Regions from separate parts of the Mus musculus genome. Here region 1 is linked to region 2. The links are chromatin contacts, called in public promoter capture Hi-C maps. All regions are on one chromosome and are shown on one strand. Each heading gives the region's core, a stretch centred on a gene start, on an enhancer-like site or on the middle of the called end of the contact. The rest is flanking DNA. Distances are from core to core; before and after follow the strand shown. Region 1 overlaps Negr1 (neuronal growth regulator 1). Region 2 overlaps Tnni3k (TNNI3 interacting kinase).

The links. Promoter capture Hi-C pulls out the DNA fragments that hold promoters and counts their contacts.
Region 1: a contact with region 2 is called in a promoter capture Hi-C map of hippocampal neurons, with 2.1 times the contacts expected there. The contact joins two enhancer-like sites. A contact is called at or near these places in 2 of 39 promoter capture datasets (cranial neural crest and hippocampal neurons) and 1 of 115 datasets of contacts at active chromatin or transcription factors (astrocytes).

The regions. Positions count from the first base shown.
Region 1 is chr3:157,216,505-157,219,994 of GRCm38.p6, forward strand. The region is part of intron 6 of Negr1 (neuronal growth regulator 1); the gene reads left to right. Among named protein-coding and RNA genes, the nearest start is that of Gm24373, 7.3 kb to the left of the region's middle. Within about 2 kb of position 1,542, at least 14 of the 459 cell types and tissues checked have an H3K27ac peak or open chromatin away from gene starts, as enhancers often do. A contact at or near this core is called in hippocampal neurons, where this site is marked.
Region 2 is chr3:154,824,668-154,828,228 of GRCm38.p6, forward strand. It overlaps Tnni3k (TNNI3 interacting kinase), which reads right to left. Exons shown (of 25, transcript NM_177066.5): 23 at 2,814-2,983. Among named protein-coding and RNA genes, the nearest start is that of Gm20389, 120 kb to the left of the region's middle. Within about 2 kb of position 1,299, at least 13 of the 459 cell types and tissues checked have an H3K27ac peak or open chromatin away from gene starts, as enhancers often do. A contact at or near this core is called in hippocampal neurons, where this site is marked.

The DNA.
Region 1 (3,490 bases), core at 292-2,791, 2.4 Mb after region 2:
AATGAAACTCTGGTACATGAGTGCAGCTGCGAGCAAGATGGGGACACAAAGCCTTTGCTGCTTTGCAGACTACTCGGATAGAGCCACTAATTAGAGTGCTCATCGTCTCTCGTTAATAGAAATTGTTGTCTTGATAAAGAAAAATTTTAAGGTTGAATTTGTGTAGTAGCCATTTATAACAACATAAAGTGGTAACAGTGCTGCAATGATTTTTAAAGCCATTTATTATCTTTTCAATTAAAATAAAATATGCTAAGGTCCTGGAGAGATGGCTCAACAAGCATGAGGACAGAGAACAGATTTCTAAAAGCCTCATAAAATCCAGATTGATCCAATGACTGCCTGTAACCTTATCACTCTGCAGACAGAGACAAATATCCACAAAGCAAGCTGGCTTACTAGGAGCTGAAGTGGCAAGCTGCAAGTCCAGTGAGAGACCCTGCTTCAGTGTATAAGCTAGAGAGCAGCCTCAGTGTATAAGCTAGAAGGTAGCCAAGGAAGACACTTGAAATCAACCTCAAAGTTTCACACGCATGCACATGCATGCACTCATGTATACACAGGTGCATATACTACACACATATGCATTCGCCTGCACTCTGTCATGCATGTATAAGCATGAATACTATACATACACACATGCACACATGACCATACATGCACACATATGCACATATGTGTGCACAATATGCACATATGCACACATGCATACATACACACAAACACATGGACATACATAAACATGCACACATTCATGCATACAACAAATGCACATATGCACACACATGCACACGTGAGCATATGCACACATGCATACACACATGCACAGGCACACACACACATGAAATGTAAACAGATAAACTCTCACTTATAAAGACATTGCTATTTGCAGTCAGTGTGCTACATGGCTTATGTCTGCACTTGTTTACTCTCCTCATGAGACTTCACCTATGCTTGTAAACCCACAAACCTACAGGGGAGACTTCTGCATTCTGCATCCAGGATTTGGCCATAGGTCAGTTTCCCTTAAATGCTCATCCTTAATCACCTTGTGTTGGAAACAAAGTTACCCAGGGAAGTATGTAGGCTAACCATGAGGACCTAATATTTACATATCAGACCCCTGCAATCCAGAGATTTCATGGTGACCCACCCTCAGGTTTCCAGAGAAATGTAAACTAAGTTTTCTGGCAGCCTGAAAACTTCAATCTATACTGAAAAGAGGCTCCTATCATTGGGCATCAGCTATGCCCATGAATGTGGACCACTCACTAGTTCCTTCCCGGTGGGAAAGCTGTGGTTCCAATACTACCCTCTGCTTCCCTGTCAAGCCTGCTGATGCTTTATATGGAAAGGGCTCACATTGGGTCCCTACGGTTGTTGTGCCTTCTCTGTCAGCTTAGAGCCTGTCTTCTGAGCCCTTATCCATGCTAACCTTAGTCCTGGCAGAGCTGCATGCTCTTCATCCTACTGCCTCAGCACCACAGTGAACGGCAATCAGATCTTTCAGTGAAACCATGGCAACCAAAAGGATTAATTTCTGCCTTGTCTCTGTAGCTCAGTCTTGTTATCTCTCCAAAGTCCAAAAGATACACACACACACACACACACCCTCCACCACCACCACCACCACTGCATCACAGCATAAAATAACATAATAACATTCTAGGATCCAAATATGACCTAAAATACATAGATAAGAAGGGGCTTGGCACCAGAGAATCTGGTACCAGGCCATGCATGTAGTGAACAATAATTAGCGTACTCTACAGAAAGATTCACTGCCAGTGGCTTGTTGTTTCTTGGTGCTTTCTTAAATAAGATGTCTTCTTGTGCTGGAGAAAATTACATCTAATAAAGAAAAATATTCTGGTTTTTTTTACAGTGTCTTGTTTTATGCATAATTGTCTACACTGTCTGTCTGAGTGAACTTCTCTTTACCCTGTTTTATGTACAATCAAAACTGCCCCTCTGCCACAGCTGATCCCACAGCCCCACAGTGGCTTCAGTGATACATAGTGCCCTTATTCCTCCCTGGAGCATTGTGATGCTGCAGGTAATGAGTGAGAAGCAGACTCTTGGGGCCTCTGTGGCTCACCAGGAGAGTGCACTCCACACCTTGAGAAAGATATTTCTCTGCTTACAAGTTGATGACTAAGGTGCAAAATAGTGGCTCCCATCTGATCCCTATAAAAACAGTGACATTCTTGAAAGCTAAGCACTCTGTAAAACCACCATTAGCTGCATGGAGGTTTGTATGTGTAAAGGCCTTGCTCAGCTGTGTGCTTCTGTTTTGATAACACTCTCTGCACTAGCTGAGCATTCTTTCTCTGACACTGAGCCCTATACTAAAGCCAGGAACTGTACCTGCTGTTGACTCAGAAAATGAGAGAGAGAGAGAGAGAGAGAGAGAGAGAGAGAGAGAGAGAGAGAATGAATCATGGCAAATACTTCTGTTAGTACAAAAGTCTATTACAGAAGCCTCCTGAGGTGGCAGGGGTTGAATCTGCCTGTTTTCCAGACTGGTGAACAGAAGTCATTGGTACAAAGGCTCTAGTGGTGGCCCAACTCTTGCTTCAAATATTCTACTGTAGTAGTTTCAAATGCAGCAGAGTGTTAGCAAGTGAAAAGCCAAGACACAGCATCTTCTCTCTCCATCTCAATTAGATCCTGACCAAAACCTGACTTTTAACCTCTTTAAGCTCCTTTTAGCACCAGGAATAGCATCTGTCGCACAGATGTTGGGGGAGGGGAATGTGTTAATAGATGTTATATACTAAGAATTTATAATATTTCCAATCTTAATTAATTTAACAGTAATAAGTTTTGCTACAACAGATACAGAATAAATAATTGCTGATCTCTTGAGTCAACAGACCATAAAAAGTCTAGAATAGATTTAATTGAGATAGTCAATTTGACTATTACTCAACAAGATTTTCTAAACTATTGCTTCTTCCTATTTTAAAAATAGTGGCGAGTTGTCATGTGTTTATACATAAAAGGGAGATTATCATTTTGAATAGTTTTTGTATGTGCTAAAAATGTATGCCTATAATTTGACACAAATCATTCCAGGATTGAAGTATACTTTTCTTTCTTAAAACAATTGTTATCTCTTGATTTGTAAGTTTGTAATATAAACTTTACCTCAGTCAGAATTGTTATGATGCGCATGTCCACTGTTTTAATTGTGAATATTAATACTCGGTTACTTTCTAGGTAGGCTGACTGTATTTGTATAGTTCTCACAACTCAGGAGCTCCATCTTTGCTTCTGTGTGGCAAATGCACTCCCCTAAGCTCCAGAAGTTTACTTAAAACTCCTACTGAGTCCCAGGCATTGTTTCACACTCCTGTCTAAGCAGTGACATATTCGCACCCCTGCCCATGCTTGCTTGATTGTTTATGCCACGGCCTTAATCATCTCTCAAAACCTACAAATTAGGGACTTTGAGCTACATTTCACAAATGAGACACAGGGGCTCAGA
Region 2 (3,561 bases), core at 49-2,548:
AGTGTGAATCGAGAATTTTTTACATTATATTCACATTGTCTAGGTTGAAATATGTTCCCAGGGCACTAGGCAAGCTATTTAGAGGAGTCCTTGTATTGCTAGCGATTGATCCCAAGGGTGTCTGTTTCAGAGCTTTGAATCCTACATCCCCAGTGTCTTCTCCTGGACAGCTAACTGGGTCACACACTATTCTCAGAGCTGAGCCCCATGCAAACCCTAATTGGTTTTCACATCTGAAAGGTTGTTCATCACTTTGTCATTTCTAAATTTAACATGATGTAATCCATGCACAAGATGGGAGATTTCAGACCCTGTGGGAGGAGAAGTGCCACATGCCGAGTTTCTAAATATATCTGGACACAAAATATTTTAAAAGACGCAGAACTTCAAGAATGGTTTCCTTAATCTCAGATTTTACTCAATTTGTGATTTTTGTACCGAATTAGCTATTTCCTCTTTTTCATGGAGGAAATACCTGACAACTTTCTACCTTGAAAAATTCTTTTATATAGGAAAAAATGTTAACCATAACTAAAGATAAGTATACATAAAAACAATGGAATCCTATACTAAGCCAAGAGTTTTTAAATTTCAATCTTCTGGCTGTTGACACCACAGCTAGAAGTCTGTATAAATGCAATGATTCAGTACATTGTTGAGGAGCCCAAGTCTCTACATTAGTGGGGAAGCACAACCGAAGCCTTGTCCACATTTTTCAAAGTCATGGTGGCACCCATGCAAAATTACACTTTCCTGTGTAATTGGGTAAGATAGCTTTGAGGCTCAGTGCTCACAAGACCAGAGACTGAAGTAGCGTAAATACTCATCCTCATCCTTTAGAGCATCCGTGGTCAAAATAGGATATTGGCAAGGTCTCTTCCACTTGTGCCAGAACTTGAATCTCCTCCCACAGAGAGACCAGCAGGTTAGCACCATGCCTTTCTTTATATTTTACCTGCTTTGCTGTGTTGGAACTACCCACAACCTCCAAGGTTTTCTGTGGCCAAGATGTCACCATGATGAGCTCTCGTTGGCCCTGGATACTGGTCCTTTCTGAGTTTCCCAGATGATTTTAACATGCAAAGTTGGGAACCACTCTAGGCAGGTAGCCCCAGGACCCTGCTGGCCTTAGTCCACCGGTTCCTACATCCTTGGGTTCTTTCACTTTAAGAACTGACTGACTCCCTTCTACAGCCTTCAGAAAACAAGCTGAAAATGCAGGATTGTGAGGAATGCTTGAATCCATTCCTTGATCATCTTCCAGAACAAACTGGGACAAGTCCAGAAAACACAGCATTGGCAAAACACAATGAGCTTCTGGATCCTGCTGCCTCCTGTGCCGGGGGAATTTAGAAAGCACAGCAGAGGCTCCTGTGGGAATCCAGCCGGGCTACCTACTAGATCTCTCAGGAGGATTGCTTATACTTTCTGAGTCCATTCTTCATCTTCAATAATGAAAGGTCTGCCTCTCAAAGCTTAATTACACAACTATTTAGACAGCATTTAAAAGAGTGTCCTGCATTTCACAGGTGTTCCATGGTGGCAGATATTTGAATAGAACATTGGAAGGGATAGTCAGAGCCTGTTCACTGACTCCACTGTAAATTCATAATGACTACCATATATCAATCCAATTTATTCCATTTCCATTCTTTATCTGCTGTACAAATATTTATTACTTAACACCCCTACGTCAGCCAAACTGCAAGATAGTTGAATGTAGCAATGCATAAAATGACACAATTCTTCTCTTGACTCCTTGTACATTTTCACTAAGTGCTTCAGCAGGAGCATTTATCTATACCATGGATCTATACCATTTATCTATACCATTTATCTATACCATGGATCTCAAATAATTAAGACTCTGTTTGCTAGGGTTGGAGCAATAAACAAATTGACCTCCTGTTCACTGACACTGTAAGAGGGACTAAGCTGTTCAGAGAAATATGCAGGTAGGAAAAGAAGCCATAGTCCTACACCACAAAGGACAGTGAGTGGAGAAGAAGCAGCTGAGAAAATGCAAGGAAGCTGCTCTAAGACACATACCAGGCTGTGCGGCTGTCTCCCTACATTCTTACTGTGTCGAGAAGCCAAGCTCTTCCATCCAAATCCCCCTTGCCCCACATGCTGCTGTGCCTCTTGCTCTGTGTCAGTTTCTGAGTGGCAAATTCTTGGACTTGGCTACAGTAGCAGGGTCAGCTTGTCTCTGTCCACTGCTCACTGCTGAAATAGCACCCCTTTTTATAGCTGAGTAACTCTGTAGTACATGGTACCTCTCACATGCTGTCTCTCCATCTTTTGGCAGACACTTGAGTTGTTTCCATTCATGGCCATTATGAACAAGATTTCCATCAACACATGTGTATGGGGATTGTTTGTATGTCTGCTTTCAGTTTTGTGGGCTATATCCAGGAGTGGAATTGTTGAGATAGGAAGATGGGTGCTGCTCTGAATGTCTGGTCTCCACTACCAGAACTGACTCCAGGCTGATATGTGGAATCCTTCCTTGAATTCCACAAGACCACCCTAAAATATATTCAATAATTTATAATGCTTCATCACTTTAGATCTTAGCAGAAGTCTCTCTGGTGCCAGAGCTGTTACTGACAACTTGCAGAAGAACCTAAACTAGCCAAGGATGAAAGTTTAGGTTTTTGTTCACAGTATATTGAAAATGGAATCTAAATTCTTGGCCAGTGTTTTCCAGAGGGATGTTCAGGCTCCACTAGACAGCATCATGTAGGTGACTGTTCAGATCTGGCACCGAAGTCTGGATTTACAGCAAGACCCTTGCTGACATCCGCACTTACCTTTGAGGCCACCCAGTGTAGGACCTTGCATTTAGGGCGTATTCCAACTCAAAACGACTCCGTAAAGCTGCCACATGGCTCCGGCCAGGCCCTCCTCGGCTCAGTAGGCAATCAGAAGAAGAGGAAGGTGACAGAGAGCCACTGCTGTTACTTGATGCAGGAGACATGAGCTGCATGGGGACGGCATGGAAGGCCTTGTTTACTAACTCCAACAGGCAACTGAACTGCAGCTTTCATTTGATGGCTCCTAATTTAATTTCATCTACACTTGCTTCTTCTCCTTCCTTCAACCTCTGGCTGTGAGATCTGCTCAGCTTCATCTACTTTTTCTCCCATTTCTATTTTGAAGCTGGTGTTATTCTTATTCCTATCTTCCCCAAGCACAGTAAACCCAAGTTAAATGAACAAAACGTTATTCAGATGATTCTCATTTCATGATCAAAAGATCGACAACCACATTCCTCATTAAGGTGATAAGATTCACTCATGGCAGAGATCCTTTCAATTGTAGCTAAAATTTTTCCCTGAAGTAAAACAAATTTATACACCATCTTAGCTTCTTTTCTTGTTGCTCAGATAAAATACTCTGACAAAAGCAATTTAAGGGAGAAGGAAGGTTTGTTTTAGCTCACAGTTCAAGATACAGTCCATCTTGGTGGGGAATTCAGGGCAGCATGAGCTTGAAGCAGCTCTGAGATTGCATCCATGGGCAGGGAAGAGTGATAACACATTCTGCTCAGCTCACTCT